Regions from separate parts of the Xenopus laevis genome. Here region 1 is linked to region 2. A link is a contact called in public Hi-C data. All regions are on one chromosome and are shown on one strand. Each heading gives the region's core, a stretch centred on a gene start, on an enhancer-like site or on the middle of the called end of the contact. The rest is flanking DNA. Distances are from core to core; before and after follow the strand shown. Region 1 holds the start of dpm2.S (dolichyl-phosphate mannosyltransferase polypeptide 2, regulatory subunit S homeolog). Region 2 overlaps col27a1.S (collagen alpha-1(XXVII) chain).

What was found. Hi-C and Micro-C count contacts between places; a contact is called where the count stands out from the background.
Region 1: a contact with region 2 is called in a Hi-C map of the XL177 cell line, with 2.1 times the contacts expected there. The contact joins the promoter of dpm2.S here to the enhancer-like site in region 2. A contact is called at or near these places in 2 of 4 Hi-C or Micro-C datasets (the XL177 cell line and the XTC cell line).

The regions. Positions count from the first base shown.
Region 1 is chr8S:35,406,699-35,410,120 of Xenopus_laevis_v10.1, reverse strand. dpm2.S (dolichyl-phosphate mannosyltransferase polypeptide 2, regulatory subunit S homeolog) reads right to left here and starts at 2,103. Exons shown (of 4, transcript NM_001171707.1): 1 at 2,065-2,103; 2 at 1,890-1,979; 3 at 354-456. The coding sequence starts at 2,067.
Region 2 is chr8S:35,338,057-35,341,460 of Xenopus_laevis_v10.1, reverse strand. It overlaps col27a1.S (collagen alpha-1(XXVII) chain), which reads left to right. Exons shown (of 61, transcript XM_018232747.2): 8 at 2,254-2,298. Among protein-coding and RNA genes, the nearest start is that of col27a1.S, 53 kb to the left of the region's middle. Within about 2 kb of position 1,325, at least 1 of the 7 cell types and tissues checked has an H3K27ac peak or open chromatin away from gene starts, as enhancers often do.

The DNA of each region.
Region 1 (3,422 bases), core at 854-3,353, 68 kb before region 2:
AAAAATAAATTAAGTTAGTCTGGCAAGATCTATTACGCATAAAACCAAGCTGGCACAAACTCATAGTATTATGATTTGCTATGAAGTCCAGTATCTTCTACTATATTAACCCTTCAAAAAGCTTTCCTACAACTGATGTCAGACTAACTGGCCTATAGTTTTGAGGCAGAGAAATTATTATCATAAATTATTATTGTAAATAATTTAGGGTACAAAATGATGTCATAAGTGGTGACTAAAGAAAAGCAAAATGCAAAGATGCACAATTATCATTATACCTTTATCCACCACCTGCCATTCTGGCCTTACTATAAAAACATGCCCCTGGTTTAGTATACAAAACTATAACTCACCAATTAAAAGAAGCAGGACTAAAGCAGCCACCAAAGGCAGCAACACAGCATATTCCCGGGGCAGGAAGAAGATGTGAATCACATGATCACCGTCAATGAAAGGCTGGAAGAATAAACAAGGACATATGTAAAATTAGAGAGGCATGGGCATACCCAGAAAGGTCTTTTTATTTGCAGAAGATGTGCAAGAAGATATCAGACTGATTTGGTCATGCATGCACTGTGACAAAAGTCTGATCATGCAGTAGGCCTATAGACTGCTTTGGTAGAGGATATTATTAATGCAACACTCATCCAATGGGAACTTTTAAGCATGCCCAATAGACAATGGTTGGACAGAGAGAGACAGGCTGATAAGCATTCAACTTGGGTGCGTTCATCTTCCAGTGTATGGCCAACATTACAATAATGTTGTCTCATTACTGACAGACAAACAACAAAGCAGAAGGAACATTAACTGTATGCTACAAAAAAAAAAGGCACGTCCAACCTGCAACTCTCTACAGCTATAAAATACAATACCACCATATACACATGGTCACACAAAGCTGGTGTTGCCAGTGGAGGTGGAAAAGAGGTAGCAGCACTCCCGTAATAAGGTAAAACCGCCTTTATTTCAGAATTACATCTGGCACAGCAACGTTTTGGACCTCCTGGTCCTTTTTCAAGCTGACAAAGCTTGTCAGCTTGAAAAAGGACCAGGAGGTCCGAAACGTTGCTGTGCCAGATGTAATTCTGAAATAAAGGCGGTTTTATCTTATTACGGGAGTGCTGCTACCTCTTTTCCATTTCGTTTGAAAGAATGTGAAGGTGAACACATTAATTGGCGTGCACCCCTTGAAGTAAGCCTGTTTAAATCTAATGCTGGATGTCTATCTACATGTTGCCAGTGGAGGTGTCAAGAACGATGCACCTGCACTATTCTAAGTCTGGCTTGCCAATTGTGACAGATATGCACCAACTATAGATATTCCTCTGTTTTACAGGCCCGGATTTGTGGGAAGGCCACAAAGGCGCAGATATAGAGCGCAGCAAGATTTAGCGTGCTCGCCAGCCGCAGCTCTTTAAATCTCCTGCATGCTCAATCTCCGTTGCTCAAGTGGAAACCATGCTCGTGAAGGGGGTGGCAGGACCCTCTGCCCAGGGATGTCCAAATCAGAAATCTGGCATCTGGCAGATTTAAAAAAAAACGATAAAAAGACACATTATCTATAAAGCTCCAAATTACGGGACTCCGTTTTAAATCATGATTTCCAGAAAGATCCATTATCTTGAAGACCCCAGGTTCCAATCATTCTGGATAACAGGTCCCATACATGTATGCTGAAGAACCATGCAGTCAGTGCACAGCATCTTTTCACTGCCTGCTGTTCCAATAGTCATGCTCTCTGGATAAACAACTGGAACAAATAAAAACGTTGCCATGCCATGTGCGGCCCCTCATACATTCTCACTCAGGCTATTTACCATGTCAAGCCTAATGCAACCTGGCAGTGCCCGATACACAAAGCTGATGCCCAGCAGTTAATCACGTACCAGCAAAATGACCCATACTGTGTAATAGACGAAGATGATCGAGCTCAAAGCCACAAGCCCAGCCCCCGCTAAACGATCGCTGCCTGTCGCCTAGAAGAGAACAGAATAAGAAACCATAAAGCATTGTGTCAACTGTCAGAACTGTAGGAACGCAATCCACAGAAACTACACTAACCATCTATCCGCCGCCTTGCTGCCGCACGCTTACTTCCGGGTTTAACACTATAACCAATCAAAGCTACTGGGGTTGCGCGGTGCATCTTGGGAGCCTTTATTTATTTATTTTTAATCTTTGCTGCGTGGCGCACGCACGACGTATTACCTCAGTGGGAACCTCTTTATAGTCGAATAGGAATCCTTCTTGCCTCTTAATACTGAGCTATGAAAAGTAATTGTATTGCCCAAAACATGAAATATCATTGTTTTTGATAAACCTGCTAATAGGGCACTGTTATACTCTACTCATCTTCCGCTACCAAAACATAACAATTAGACATGCTCTTATTTAGAAATATAAGTGTTCTTTCACAAATATTTTCTATTCACGAATACATTTTGTAACCAAAATTTTCCCTAGGCCTCTTTTAGTAAAAAAATAAATAAACTGGCCTGTCAGAAGGAAAAGGTTAAGCCGATAAGTGCTGCCATTTTCTTACATGGCCCTGGCTCCACTGTAATTTATTTTAGACTTTTGAGGCGTTATCTACCACACTGTGCAAAGTGCATTTTATTTGCACTCTCCACACTGCCTGTTGTATTACACACACTTGTGCCCCTTAGGGCTAGGGTTGCCACCTGGCCGGTATTTTACTGGCCTGGCTGGTAAAAATGATGGTTGATCCCAATGTTATAAATAGGGAAAAAAGTTAAATATATAGGAAGGCTGGTATTTTTTCCAGAAAAGGTGGCAACCCTACTTAAGGCTCCAGCATTTGCTCCACAGTGTAAAGTAAATCGCCACATATGAACATTACTACATATCTTGGTCTTACTCTTCTGCTCATGCCGAGGTACAAGTCTGCACCAGAGAAAGGTAAGCAAGATGGCAGGACAGTGCTACTTTTTCTACCCCTGCATTTTTTTCCTAAAAGGAGAATCAACCCTAGGAAAAGAAATATCACCTGAGTTGGCTTGAGAGCATCTAACATTTAGGGAGGAACTCCACGATGCACGATTGGTGCCGACACGTCGCCATGCGACTAAACGCATGCGATGTGTCGGATGTTGTGAAGAAACAGGAAGTGAAGGAGAATAGCGTGTAAGAACTACATTTATCCGACTGTCGGATGAAAACGCAGCAATTCTCCTTCACTTCCTCTTTCTTCACAACATCCGACACGTCGCATGCGTTTCGCCGCATGGCGACTTGTCGGCACCAAATGCATCATGGAGTTCCTCCCTTAGGCACACACACAGATAGCAAATTTGGCTTTCTGTGTGCTTTAAATTAAATGGGAACATTTTTCTGTCAGAGAACAATTTTTTTCTGCTTAAAGGAGAAACAGACCTTTAATAAAAAAAAACCCCTACCCT
Region 2 (3,404 bases), core at 76-2,575:
TCCCTGAAGAAGCATAATGTTCTGACATTGTGCCATGAAATTAGTTACCTAAGCAACTGGGGGCCAATGCTCTATACCATGGGTTCTTAAATTGTTGGGCTGGTTCCCCAAGGGCAACCAGAAGCCATGGAAAGGGTGCCCAGATTAATGACCAGTAGGGAAAAAAATTTGAAGGTAAATTAATATTTATTATTTTGGGTTTCCTGCATCTGTGGAGGAGTGACATCATGGTTTCATGTATTTGTAATGTTATGAGAGGCAGCATTTGTTTGTGCAAATGTGGGCACTCAGCCCAAAAAAAGCCGGACATCTCTGTTACATACCCTGCAATGCTGCAGAGATCCTGCAGAAAATCCTGTAGTGTGGGCAAACAAAAAGGGCACACCATGCCTTTCTTCAATGTATTAGCATTTCAATATCATTCCATTCATATGGAGTTTGGGTCTTCTCAGTCTCTTCCCTTGAAAATGCCACTTAGTCTTACAAGTGTCATTTGTTGGATTTTATCAGTCCATTCCTCAACAAAGTAGCATCCCTTCCCATTCTGCCATTCCTTTGTCCATGCAAAAAATTGTCAGCTGGCAGTCTCATATTGGTCTAATTCTTGCTGCAAGATGTTATAGATGATGGTCTTGTCTCTTTCTCTCAAAAACATAAGTCCTTGCCCAAGCATGGTCAGTTTAGGTACCAACATATACACAGTGGGCAACCTCTTTCAGACTTTAATGCTGCAATGATCACTGTATCACAGAGGGATTCTTCCTCTAAAGCACGTTGTACAGTAGCTGGAGTGATGGCTATCATTCATCATCTGGAAATGTAATGTATTCACTGACCCTCATTTGTAACCTTTGGTAATAGCTGTCATTCACACTGTTTAACCTCCATGGGTGCTGCTATCCAGCATCTGCTCTGAACTTTGTTCAAGGTGATTTATTCATTTGAGAAGTCATTTAGCATCTGTTAATGCTATAGACTATGTTCTTCATTTATTTAGTGACCCGGAGGATGCTTACTATTCATGTATCTTGCTCCCTAATTATTCATGCTCCTTAATTATAGCAGTCAACAATCCACTTATTGATGACTACCATTCAGTTACCTTGCCCAGTATGCCTTTATTACTTTCTTCATTCAAGAAGAAAACAGCAGATTTGGCCCCATTCATTGCATTCTTTCATTCAGCTGATGGTGCTGATAATTCATTCGCTAGCCAGCACCCAGGGTCGGCCCAGACCTGCTCCCCAGAAAAAAAACTTAATTCTGGGACACGAGGGGTCTTTTGTGCTCGCATGCGCGTTGCGTCTTTTGTGTGCACATGCACTTCTTTTGCTCATTCGTGGAGGCGGCAAGCTGGAGTTCAGGAGGGGGGCCCTGTGACAGCAGCCCCGGTGGGCCCTGGACCCCCCAGTCTGACCCTGCCAGCACCTGCAGACATTCAGTTACTCTTCTACTTACAGCTCTCATACAGTATTCATTCTTATATCTAACATTCATTCACTGACACCTGTCTGTCATTTTATAATTTCTATAATTAGATTGATAGACTCCCTTCTCTCTGTCCGAAAAACCATTCCATTCCCATCATGTGTCATTATTTATGTGTTGTGCTTACTGATCCTTAATCCATTTGCATGCATTCCTCTGTTTCCTTTTCATCCCTGTACTTGGTGAAAGCTCTTTCATTCCTCTGTCTCCCCTTCATCTTCCGATGGAATCCCCCTCTCGGTGGCATAAACTGTTTTATTTTCTTTGCAACCAAAACAGATATGACACACTGGGTTTATTGTGTATTACAGGCATGGGACCTGTTATACAGAATGCTTGGGGGCCTGGGGCTTTCCGGATAATTGATCTTTCTATAATTTGGATCTTCATACCTTAAGTCTACTAGAAAATCATTTAAACAATAAATAAACCCAATCGGTTGGTTTTGTTTCAAATAAGGTTTAATTATATCTTAGTTTGGATCAAGTACTACAAGGTACTGTTTTATTATTACACTTTGTGGTTTCCTAGGTGGAGATACATGGTTTAGTAATTTATGGTTTGTTCAAAAAACTTTTAAATGTAAATAAATCATTTCTCTTTAACCTGGTCATTCAACATGTCCATTTTGTGTGTTGTATTTGACTTCCACTTGAACTACATTGAGGTATATCACTGCTGCAAACATGTAAAGAAATAAACACCACCGTTCTACTCCCTATTTTTTGATCCACTGAATGTGTGTGACATTGTGTATCTTTTTAGGGACTAAAAGGCTACCCAGGACCTCAAGGACATCCTGGTGAACCGGTAAGTATTACTGGAACTCCCTAGAGACTACAGATGACACATTCATTTCTGAACTAAACATGATTAACTCCTCTAATAGGAAATTATGTTTGACTGCACTTTGTTAACCCATTTGCTGCCAGTGGAACAGGTACAGACTACAGACTTTTATAGCTTTTTCTCCCCTGCAAGATGGGTCTTCCCCATTTCTACACATGTCCCCCGATAGCTTATGTCTGTATATTAATGTTATTTTAATCCTGCTTAGTAAGATCTGTATATATTGTAATTTCTTTTTTTACCTTGAACAATTTCCTTGCTGCCAAGTAGCTCCTTGTATGTCTCTATATAAAAAAGAGAGGAACAGCACTGTGTATGGTGGCGCTAATGGCTGCAGCACGAAAAGAATCCTTTAGTACAAATAATATGCTGAAATCTCCACCAAAAATGTAGGTATTTTAATGTGATCGGCAGGGATCACTTTGTTGCGAATGCAGACAGTCCCCCGTCAGAGATTACCATTCACACTGAAGAGCTCCTGTTCTTGTCCTCCACCCCATGTTTGGATATGTCCAGCTGCACAGGGAAAGAGATGAATAGTGGGGTTGTTTTAACAGAGGCCATTGACTCTTTAAGCTTCTTGGCAGAAGGAACTCAAGTCAAACAGCTCTGTACATTGGAGATAAATGTTTTAGCCTACAGTTCTTAAAGGGGCCCACCTTGCTGTGCCAAGTAGGTACGGGAAGGCTGAATACTGCAAACTGGGCTCTGTTCTAAATTCTACAGGAAACCCATTTTAAAAAGGTGTTTGTACACTTGAGAACTTACAACTTTCCACACACAAGGTTGTTTAATAACTCTCTACACTAATATCATTGTCACAATTATAACAGTAATAGGCCAATAGTCTTTATTCATTACTGACATACAACTCCTGAGTATAATGTAATTGTAGCATATACAGTTGAACCCCAATTTTACATTTTTCAGGGGACCAGGAAAAAACGATGTAAAATCCGGGAAAATGTAAAATCAGGGAAATGTGTTAAAGTAACTTTTTCTTCAGGAGTCAGTTTTACTTTGAGATACAATATTTACTGTATTCATAATAATAAGCATTGCAGCGT